2 separate regions of the Mus musculus genome follow, and region 1 is linked to region 2. Evidence: chromatin contacts called from public Hi-C data. All regions are on one chromosome and are shown on one strand. Each heading gives the region's core, a stretch centred on a gene start, on an enhancer-like site or on the middle of the called end of the contact. The rest is flanking DNA. Distances are from core to core; before and after follow the strand shown. Region 1 has its middle 130 kb from the start of Slc24a5. Region 2 overlaps Slc12a1 (solute carrier family 12, member 1).

Region 1 (5,575 bases), core at 2,503-5,002, 270 kb before region 2:
AAGCTCCTAGCCCAGTGCTGACACACAGTGAGCCCTTTGCAGAACCACTTCAGGATAAGCACATTAATGCTCGCAGCCATTCGGAAACCCAACTGAATAAAGTTTATTCTATCTGTCTTTATACAGATGGCATTTTAAGAGGTCTGCTTGTTTATAAAAAGGGCCATTTGCAGTAGACCAAAAATGAACAGTGTCAAAGTTTGCATCCTCATTTAATAGGATTGTTCCACTGTTTTAGGATTCTTGGGGAGGTGGTTTGAGTATACACTGGGTTTTGTAGAAATTCACGCTTTACAAATTACATGTTGTCTTACTGAGCCCTTGTCAGCAATATGGCTTTCTACATGATCTCTAGTGGAGAGATACTTTCTGCACAGCCCAGAACAGCTGTCTGGAAGCTGCTTGGCGGACGATGGTGGTGGCATTTCAACTGGGCCAGTCAGTGAAAGACCCCTTATTGTCTAACAGTACGGAGCAAGCTACAGAGTGGATCGTGTGCTTGGGATCCTTTGAAATAAAGGTGCAAGAGGCATAAAATGGACACTATTCAGCTTTACGGAGGGCAGAAATGTTCCTGAGAACAGAGACTGTCTTCATGGGGCTGGGCATCGTGCTGGGGTGGAAGGGGACACTGGCAACAGAGTCTCGTGGGTGCTGAGGGGTGAGAGATCCTCTTTTGTGGTTCCTCTCAATGGCTGAGTCCAGACAAACAAAGGCTTTACTAAAAAACCCAGCTTTGTTTCAAAAAGCTTGTGAGGCCACTCTGAAAGGAGTTTTTGTTCGCCAACACTGGGGAGTTAGGGTCCTTCCCCCAGGGGGCTGAGGACCACACAGCTGGAAGAGTCATTTATCCATTCCCCATTCCCAGGTGACGGGTTACTTTCACTGACAGACTACACCTATGACTTAGACCGCCTCTGTGGAATAGGCAGGGCAGTTTTGAATATTTCCATCAATGGGCCACAACGGACTAAAGCTCAGACTTCTACAGGCAGGGACGGTGGAGGTTGATGACAGAACCCACAGTCCTGGTTAAACACATTTGCTCCGACACTCCACAGCTACTCAGCATGCCTAGGCCCAGGAGCTGCATGGCTGGGGACAGCCTTTCCACCAGCTCTCCTCTTGGCTGCGTCCATCTGCATTCCATCACAGGTCAAATACACACTTGCACAGCCATCAGAGTACCCCCGTGGCTATGGAGATCCAGAGCTATATGTGGCTGTAGGATGCAGAGCAGGGAATCACTCATACCCTCAAAGACCAGCTCCTGACCCTTAAAGCACAGCTCCCAGCTGAGCCTCTCAAATTTCTAGAAAGGGGAACCAGAAAGCAAACACCGGCAGCTTAAGCCCTTCTTTGGAGATGACTGGAGGCAGATCAGCACCATTGAGCTATAGGTTTGTTTGTTTGCTTGCTTGCTTGTTTTTTTTTTTTTTAAAGGAAAGGAAATTCACAAATAAGGCTGAAAATAGTTGAGGCATATGCAGTTTGTCCAACAGGCTCCACCAAAATACTACATAGCTTTGCCATGCTAAGAGAAAATGGCCTCATTTGCAGGGAAATGTCTCCTCTTCTTGGGTAACCTCATAGAACCATGCATCCAACCTAATTTAACAAGGCAAAACCCAAATCACCCTGACTCCCAGGTAATGTGAAAGTTACCGAATCGTTTCGAGATAGACTTTTATTCATTTAGATGGAGAACAGGGATTGAATACCTTATTGGCACACCTCACAAAACCATGAGAGAGAGAGGGAGAGAGAGAGAGAGAGAGAGAGAGAGAGAGGGAGAGAGAGAGAAAAAAAGAGAGGGAGAGAGAGAGAGAGGGAGAGAGAGAGAGGCAGAGACAGAGGCAGAGACAGAGACAGACAGAGAGACAGAAAGGGAACATGTGTAATATGTGTTAGGAAAGATACCTTACTTGCAAAGGTATTCATTCAAACGGAGAGAATTCAGCTATTTTTTTTCCTTCTTGCCAATAGTCAGAAATGTAACAGCCATCGCAGAAGAAAATCTACATTAGCAGCCCTGCAAAGTCAGGCCAAAGTACAATTACTTCACTTGCATCTCAAGTTGGGACTTGGGCTGGTCTTGGAAGTTCCTTGTGTGAATTGACACAGATTTCCCGGGTTTACCACAGCATATTGACTCTGAGGGGCTGGGGAGAACCTGGGGCTTTTACACTCTGGCCACACCCCCCACCCCGGGGTCAGTGCTGGAGGAAGGGCAATGCTGGGAAAGTTGCTACAGGAAAGTCTGAAATCCCAGGCTGAGTGGCCTGGGGTTGGCAGAATCTAGCAAGATTCGGGGTGACTTTGGGGACAGACCAGGTGGTTGCCACCGTCTCCATGGCATAGCCTGCAGCCTGCAATCTGTCTCTAATTTAGAGAAGGAAAGCAAATTCACAACTCCTGCTGAGCTCAATAAGCCGGGCTTCAGCAGGCGGCCTTTGCACCTGGAGCTGCGGCCATGATACTGCCTGCAGGTCCCAGGCAACTTTGTGAAGGTCCTTATGTGCAAGGCCAATGTCCCTTTTCAAGTCAACTATCCACTATTTTCTTTTTCAGTACCTTTCTATCTCCCATAAAACTTGTCTTTCCTTTTTGCCTTCCTTTAGACAAGTGGTTGGCTCTCAACTTGTGAGTCGTGACCCCTTTGTGGGGGTCAAATGATCCTTTCACAAGGGTCATCTAAGACCATCAGAAATATTAGATATTTGTATTATCATTTATAACAGTAGCAACATTACAGTCATGAAGTAGCAATGAAAATAATTTTATGGCAGCGGGTCACCACAACGCGAGGAACTGTATTAAACAGTTGTAGCATTCGGAAGGTTGAGAATCACTGTGATTCTCAGATTGTAAATGATATCCTCCAATTCTCTGAGGGCTGTGTTAAAATACAGGTAGGTTGAGTAGGTCTCACATAGCAGACTAAGACTCTGTATTTCTTCTAAGCCCACGAGCTCATGCTGAACCTTCTAGTTCCTCAGTAGGCTCTAGGTACTCAGGTATTAAGTAATTTGAGGCCTCTTTAGGCTACCTGCAAATTCCACCTTTTATCCCTTTGTTACCCTAGGCTAGAGGATCTGAGCCCATGAGAAATGAGCTACCATGACAAGTGTGTGGGGTTTGCATAACTACCACCTCTAGTAATGACAGGCAAAAATGTTCAAGACCCCTGGTCTGGAGTGACACCACAGGGCACTGGTTCAGGGTCTTGGAGATGAGATTTGAGCATTAGGCTGGTTCTGACCATTGGCTTGGTATAGACTCCTTTACCTGTTAGATGCTCAATCCCTAAGGTGAATTTGTGGTTTGTTTGCAATTTACATACCCTATTGCCTTTAAAATGTGAATTTAAGTAGTGAGACTGGTTCTGGACAGGGGCACTGACCAGTAAAGCCAAATATAGAATTTTTTCTCTCTGTTTTTAGTCATATTTTCGTTATAAAGAGCATGGAGGAGAACTGCCCCTTTTCCAGTTTCTTTCTGATATAGCCAGCTAAACTAGTCCTCTAGGTCTCAGCAGTCCCATTGTATCAGGACAGATTCTCAACTGCTCTTTTATTTTATCTGAAATGTGTCAGCCAAAATCAAAATAATTTAATGCTAAGAATCAACCAGAAGATGATTCATCAATAAATCATAGATAGTTCTTTGATGAGTCATCTTCTCAGGCATCCATCCATCATCCTGTCTCTCACCAATTCCTGTCTGTTCCAACTTTTCGCTCACTCTCAGATTCCCTCTCCCTCCCTCCCTTCCATGGTAACCAAATAGCCCAGCCTTAGTGACCCTGCACAGCATTATTAATGCTAGCAGTTATTAGCAACCCATTTTGGACCAGCCCTTCTGCTAAGTTCTTTATACATTAGCTTTTTAACACTCAGTGTGACGCCACACAGTAGGTACTGCTAACCTTGTAATATAGATGGTACATTTAAGGTCCATGGGGGAAATGCCCTACCTAACTCTCCATGAGCATCAAGTAACCATGGTCATGGAGCTGAGCTCAGAGCCCTGGGCTGAAGCTTACCATTTGGTATAACCCCTTTCCATCTTTCTATTTGTACACCTGTCCATGAAGCCATTGGTCTGCCTCGGCTTATTCTCAACAAGAATAAAAAGGTGAAACTACTTAGGAAATACATTTTTAAAAGGTATTTCCTCTCTGGCTGGAGAGATGACTGAGAGGTTAAGAGAACTCACTGACTGCTCTTCCAGAAGGCCCGAGTTTAATTCTCATGGTGGTTCACAACCATCTGTAATGGGATCCGATGCCCTCTTCTGGTGTGTCTGAAGACAGTGACAGTATATTCATATACATTAAATAAATAAACAAATCTTTTTTAAAAATGTATTATACATATTAGAGCTACAGTTCCCTTCCCCACTGAGATATGATAAGGTAATCAGTCTCCTACTGTAGGTGTGTAAATCCTGCATAGCTATCCTTAGGTAAGCTCTCTGCTAAAACTCTTGCAAAATATCTTGCAGGGCTGGGAGAGATGGATCAGTAGGTTAAGCGATTACTGTGGAAGCACCAGGACATGTCCAGAACCCACATAAAAGCTGGGTCTAGAAGTGCGTTGGAATATGAAGACAAGCACGTCCTTGTTCTACCAGAAACAGCAAGCTTTGGGTTCAGTAAGAGACCTTGTCTCCAAAAAATAAAATAAAATAAAATAAAATAAAATAAAATAAAATAAGCCAGCTATAGAGTAATATACATAAAAGCCATCCTCTGGCCTTGACATGAGTATGCAGAGACAAGCACCTCTTCACACTCATACACACACATGTACATGAACACACACGTACACAAACAAACAAACAATAAATAATCTATCCTGCGAATATTGGCTTGGATATCTTCATAGCTCACTTTTCCTCACATGATGCTTCAGTGGAGAACCCCTCTTTAATTTACCCCCAGTAACAGAGACGTATACCCAAGTATGAGAAAATGGTATCAAGGCTCAGTGGTTAAGAGCACTGGCTGCTCTTCCAGAGGTCCTGAGTTCAATTCCCAGCAACCACATGGTGGCTCACAACCATCTGTAATGGGATCTGATGCCCTCTTCTGGTGTGTCTGAAGATAGCTACAAGTGTACTCATATACATTAAATAAATAAATCTTTTTTAAAACCTGTAAGAGAAGATGGCTTTATTCTGCATATCCCTGCTGAAAGTATTAAACCCCTGCATTACTGATTCTTTTACAATAAGGATGTGGGCAGATAACCCAGAACCTATCAGCAGACGACACTTCCTCAATTTTAAATTGGAAAAGACCTGGGCTTTTTGAAATCCCAATAGGATAAAAAGTGATAGGGGCTATATCTGTTTTCTAGAAGCAAGTGTGGTCCAGGTTTAGCAGCAAGACTCCTGGACTGGTACTGTCCCGGCTAGGGCTTTTGTCAATTTAACACAAATTAAGTCATCTGGGAAAAGCAATTCAACTGAGAAAAATGCCTCTGTAAGATTAGCCAGTCAATAGGTCTGCCAGGCATTTTATTGATTAATGATATAAGTGGAGGGAGGGTCTAGATTTCTACAAGTGGTG
Region 2 (5,689 bases), core at 2,853-5,352:
TCTTTTAGGTAAAACAAATTGTCTAGTCTTTCATAATCAAGTTTAAATAGAAATAAGGTTTTCTTTTGAAGAGTTCTGTGTTAGGATAGACCTATTTTGTTAATTGAAGATAATTTATGTTTTGAATTTTGAGTGGATATTTATATTATATTGAACTTCTTCATATCATTCCCTGAAAGTTCAAGTTGAATTCTTATTGGAAGCTTGTTGCTTATGGTGACCAATCACAGACTACAGTGATGCTGTGGAGGGTGGCCTTATTGTACGGGCTCTGGGTCTCAGTTCTGCCTATGTGTGAACAGGGCACTTCCAGAGGCAAACGTTTAGTAACACAAATAAGAAATGGGCTTGCTTTCAGATTTACGATGTGTACTACAGGATGAAATAAACCAAACAGCTTTCCCTTCTCTTCTACGTCCTTTACTCTCTTTAGACTGGTGCAGAGAAGGCATCAGAGCCATCTGCAAGTATGTAGGATTTCCAGGGGGAGGCTCTTCTCTGAACACTGGAAACGGTTTTTGTTTGTTTGTTGACAAGGTTTCAACTACGGAGGCCTGGCTGTCCTGGAAGTCACTATATAGATGGGGCTGACCATAAACTCAGAAAACTGTCTGCCCCTGCCTTCTGACTGCTGTACTGGAGACATTTTAGGCCATGGGCTTAGTGTCAGACATCACTGAAGATGTCTGCCCAGTGGCAGAGAGGAGAGGCTGATAATCAAAAGATTTTGCAATCTATAAATGTTCCATTTTAAATACATCAGATTATTTAGATCACTTAATAACAGATTGATTTTTTTACAAGTATGTAGAGATCTCTTAACAAAAATATCTAGCTGGTGGGACTATTTTAACAAATCAGCTTTAGGGTGAATAGTCTATTTACCTCTACACAGAATTTATTTTTTTAAAGGCACAAAGAAAGAAACAAAACAAAACAAGACACTGGCTCTTAGCTGTATTCTAAAGTGAATTTTAATAGTTTCATGATATCAAAATCCTAGAGATGAGTTTAATGTTCACCCCAAGTGTGAGGGTTAAAGAGAACACTGGACACATTCTAATGTTGCTTCCTCTTTCAGTGACGCCTTTGACTTTGAGATTGGCGTGGTCATAGTCAGAATCAGCCAAGGCTTTGACATCTCTCCGGTTCTCCAGGTACAAGGTAAATATTTTCCTTATCCACTCAACAGATGGTGAATTGTTTTAGGTGGTTGGATCAGAACAGCGCTCAGTGTAAATAAAATGATTATGCCTTAGCCCATGGTGTGTGTGCTCCCTCTGTGCCTTCTCATGGAAAACACATGCAGCCTTTGCCTTGGTTATCAGAGATGTAGACCAACTCAGGCTAGTTAATGATTTTTCTTACTTCAATACCACAGCATGGAGGTAAATAAACACCTCCAGTAAAGTAGCCTGCCAAATTAATTTTTGCAAGATGTTTCAAAAAATGAAGCTGTTTTTGTTTTTCCCATGGCAAAGCATGTATTTGCCTTTAGGTGACAAGACATGAATGAAATGAATCTGAATGTGTCATGCCTGTGAATCACTCACTTAACTACCACACAGGCAGAAAGACTCATTCTGACTAGCAACTGTTTCTTCTCTATAGATAATTTGGTAGAGTTGTTTAGTCTTAGAATGTAAACATATTCTGTTGGTATATGAGGTAAGGAGAGCATATAAGAGGTATTTCTGAAAGATACAGAGAGAACACAAATATCCTCTTCAATGGAACTTAATGGAGTCCTCTAATGACACTGAGATGAGGGGATATTTTGCGATGGATGCCTGTCGTGTAATATGCAGAGTGTAGGTGAAGATGTTAGTGTTGATGATAATAATAATAATAATATGTTAATAATAATTAATAATCCTGGTTTATACACTTAAGAAACTGGCACTGTAGTGGGGAAATAGATATTACTGTGATTGTTACATATGAATGAGAAATTGTAGAAAAGAAGGCATATATAATCCCAAAAAGGCTTCCTGGAAGAAATATGGTTTGGAGTTTAGCGGATAAGTATGAGTTAGGTAAGCAATGTGGAGGGAGAGAAGACTAGTAAGACTTGGGAACGAGCATCTCCTGCCCAGAGGTGAGTGTGAGGAAAGGCTGAGATGAGAACTGGGAAGGGGTGGGTACATGCACAGTCAGAGCAGACTAGTACCACCAAAGGGGAAAGTATGACTGACTCTTACTCTTAGGGGCTCCCTGAGCTTCTTCTACCATACTGAAAAAGGCAGATCATAGTTGGTCACCAACAAGAATGCTCAGAAGAATTTCAGTGAGGATATAATGGTCAAACATGGGTTATAAAGTTGATACTATTTCATTCATTTGGGGCATGACTCAAAGAGGCCTAGAATGCAGGAAGGAATCTCATTTTCTTTCATATGTGAAATCTAGATTTAAATATGTATACATATGCATACATATATGTGACATTGAAGCATAAGTGGGTATATTTGGAGGTAGAAAGGGAACCAGTAACAGAGGGCAGGACAGATAGTAGAGGGTAGTCAGGGGGTACAAATATGAGCAAGACACAATGATATATATGTTTGAAAATGTCCAAAAACCCCACAAAATAGTAAGATAAGAAACTAATTTTTTTTAATTGCAAGGGTATATATACATAGTCTAGATTTCTCTAGAATAATAGTGTTGGAATCCTTGTTCAGGTCTTGCTTAGGCAGCCATATTGTTGAGTTGTCACAGGAAAAACTTGCCGGTCATGTCTAGGAGACACTCTCCCACAGCAGATTTCCTGGTTCTCTAGCTCTTACAATCATTATGCCACTTCTGCCATGCTGTCCCCTGAGCCTTAGATGCATGAGCTGTGTTGTAGATGTGCCAGTTGGGGCTAGGCAACACGCGGTCAGTTCTTCTCTGCATCTTGGTCAGGTATGGTTTCTGTCATTCTCCCCATCTACTGGAAAGAGAAGTTTCTTGGATGAGGAATGAAGACTACTCTTTTAAGGCCCTGAGTATAAGCCCTTAGAATTCAGTTAAGGATGTTGCTGCTTTAGTAAAGTGGCAGTGGTATGTTCTCCTCTAAGATCCATGACTTCACGAGTCGTGGGTAGCTGGCAGGTCTCCAGAACTAGGCATGGTCTCCCTCATGTTGAGCTGGCCTTAAGTCCAATTAGAGAGCTGTTGGTTACTGCCAAGCTATAAGTGCCACTATTGCATCTTACCATGCTGGTCATTGTTGTAGTTCATGGACATCAGAGCTGGGTAAGGCTATGAACTGCTTCCCTCCTATGGAAGCTTCCATAGAACCTTCTGGTACTATAAAAGCTAATCCTCAGGAAAAAGGCTTCCTGGTCAGATCCACCTTGTAGCCTCGGAGTCCTGTGTCCTATCTACTTTGACTTTTTTTTCTGGCTTTGCTGCCGTTATGTTTTCTATCTAAAAGCAAGAATGAAAAACATGCAGCTTGCATTTAGTTTGTGCATTTGCTTTGTGTATTATGTTAGTCTCTTCAAGCTGATATATGTGATGGAGCTGAAAACATCACCTCTACTACCTCTCACTGCTCCAGGCACCGGAATGTACTGCGAGTTTATTCCCATGAAGCCACTACTAGAATATGTAGTGTTTCTCAAAGAATCCTGAACTACAGCTCCTTTAAATTTCCCAAAGAACAAGTAGTGTTTAGATCAGCTTTGATGTTTGGATACTTTCTACTTCTTAACTAAGATGGGAAAATACAGTTAGATGTTAATAAAATAAGTACCAACTGTCTAGGTAAACAAAAATGCAATGTCACACAAATACACAGAGAACATGTGAGATAAAAACAAACAAACGTAATGACAGAAATTAGCTTGATGCCACAGCCCCATGCTTTGTTATGAAGCTTCAGTAATTTATGGCACAAGCCTCATAGTAGATTTTGGATTAGAAAAAACAAACTTGCAGTTCATTATATTATACTGTAATGTAGGGCTTAATAAGAGCCTGATAAATCTTCAGTATTGCATTACAGTATGTTAATGATTATCATCATAGCTTTCCCAACATGGGCACTGCAGTGTCATCACAGATTATAATTTAAGGGAAACATTAGCAATTCAGAGCCCATATACTACAGTTAATAAACCACTGAGTAGAAATCAGCTTTCCTGGTAATTTACCAGCTAATGGCAGTCGTTTCTATACTGTGTCACAGACTCATACGACAATAACTTTTTGTATAAATAAGATCGATGCTCATAACATTATAACTCGTTCACTGCGGCAAGTCACCCGGTACTGATGACTAATGTTTCTTCTTAATAAATTAATTTATTGCCTGACAACACACCAAAAAAAAATGTGACATTTCATATTTTTCACATCCCAGAGGTATTTAGCAAGTTTGCCAATTACAACAAAGAATCCAGATTGCACTGGTGGTAAACAAAGTGATAGAGTGTGAGTCACAATTGAGTACCCTGTGTAAGTACCACGCGATTTATGACCCGCTCAGAGCACGGTGATACTGCTGTGTCTGATCGAGTGGCTTTGCAAAATAAAGACAGATGGCCTAGCAGTAAATAATTGCTTGATTGGAAGGCAGGGCTGCAGGACTGCTCCCTGCCATCCTGCCGTCAATCCAGCCTGACTCCACCTAGGCATCAGCAACTGATCCATGTAAGCACGTGCGGCTTCAAGGTGATTGGCCAAGGAAAGAGTTCTAATTTAATAATGAATAAAGGAAAAGGGGGTTGTGAGATGGGCGAGAATACGACTGCCCTCTGGCTTTCTCTGCTCCTCCTTCTGCTGTCCTTAAGATTCAAAGCAGATGGTGAATTATAAGCCCCTAAATGACGTCTTTTTAAAAAATGGCACAGTAGAACTCATGAGGCAATTTTGGCCACTAAATCCAATTTCAAAATGCAGTCTCTCCAGTCATTTACTGTGTGGCTGGTTTATGAAGCACTTGGGAACACGGTGATGGCTATTCAGCAAAGTCTGGGTATCTGGTCTCACTAGAGTTGTTTTGGGGTGTGCAGGAAGAAAGTTATTCAAAACCTGCTCTCAACTGACAACCTCAAGGTCATTTACTTCCTCCACTACAGCCCTGGAATTCTCTCTCAAAATCTATAACAGCGAAGGGCAGGCAGATATCATGATTGAGTCACTGAAAAGGAGTAAAGAGTAGCAGTTCTCAACCTGTGGGCCTTGACCCTGTGGGAGAAAACAGAGATGTTTACATTATGATTCATAGCAGGAGCAAAATTACAGTTATGTAGTAGCAATGAAGATAATTTCATGGTTGGGGGTCAATAGAAAATGAGGAACTGGGTTAAAGGGTCCCAGCATCAGGAAGGTTGAGGCCCACTGGTAATGGGGATTAAACAATAGGGTGTGGAGGCACATTCCTGTAACCCCAGCACTAAAGACTCAGAAGTAAGAAGACCAGGAGTTGAACGAGAGCCAGCCCAGGCTACAAAGTGAGCTTGAGGCTAGCTGAGGCTACAAAAGACTCAAAGACAGGGGTGACAGAATCTAATGTTAGAATTAGACGCAGAAGACATGTCACTAGCTACATGACCTTGGACGAATCGCCTGGGCTGGCTATGCCCAAGTTTCCTTTAGAACGAAATGCAAACTAAAACCAGCTTTCCCTACACACGAGCATCTGCAATGAAAACTTCCTAAATACCGTCGTTCCTCAATCTTCAAAGTGGAGTTGTAG

The links. Hi-C and Micro-C count contacts between places; a contact is called where the count stands out from the background.
Region 1: a contact with region 2 is called in a Hi-C map of pancreatic cancer cells, with 4 times the contacts expected there. The contact joins two enhancer-like sites. A contact is called at or near these places in 7 of 39 promoter capture datasets (the 3T3-L1 cell line, 3T3-L1-derived adipocytes, cranial neural crest and 3 more), 1 of 15 datasets of contacts at CTCF or cohesin (pro-B cells), 9 of 484 Hi-C or Micro-C datasets (the AML12 cell line, Sertoli cells, brown adipocytes and 6 more) and 1 of 9 other capture datasets (embryonic stem cells).

Annotation. Positions count from the first base shown.
Region 1 is chr2:124,930,404-124,935,978 of GRCm38.p6, forward strand. No RefSeq gene overlaps it. Among named protein-coding and RNA genes, the nearest start is that of Slc24a5, 130 kb to the right of the region's middle. Within about 2 kb of position 3,753, at least 5 of the 459 cell types and tissues checked have an H3K27ac peak or open chromatin away from gene starts, as enhancers often do. A contact at or near this core is called in pancreatic cancer cells, where this site is marked.
Region 2 is chr2:125,204,934-125,210,622 of GRCm38.p6, forward strand. It overlaps Slc12a1 (solute carrier family 12, member 1), which reads left to right. Exons shown (of 27, transcript NM_001079690.2): 20 at 1,082-1,164. Gm14002 (a long non-coding RNA gene) reads right to left here. Exons shown (of 4, transcript XR_866695.2): 4 at 1,143-5,178. Among named protein-coding and RNA genes, the nearest start is that of Gm46760, 6.3 kb to the left of the region's middle. Within about 2 kb of position 4,103, at least 22 of the 459 cell types and tissues checked have an H3K27ac peak or open chromatin away from gene starts, as enhancers often do. A contact at or near this core is called in pancreatic cancer cells, where this site is marked.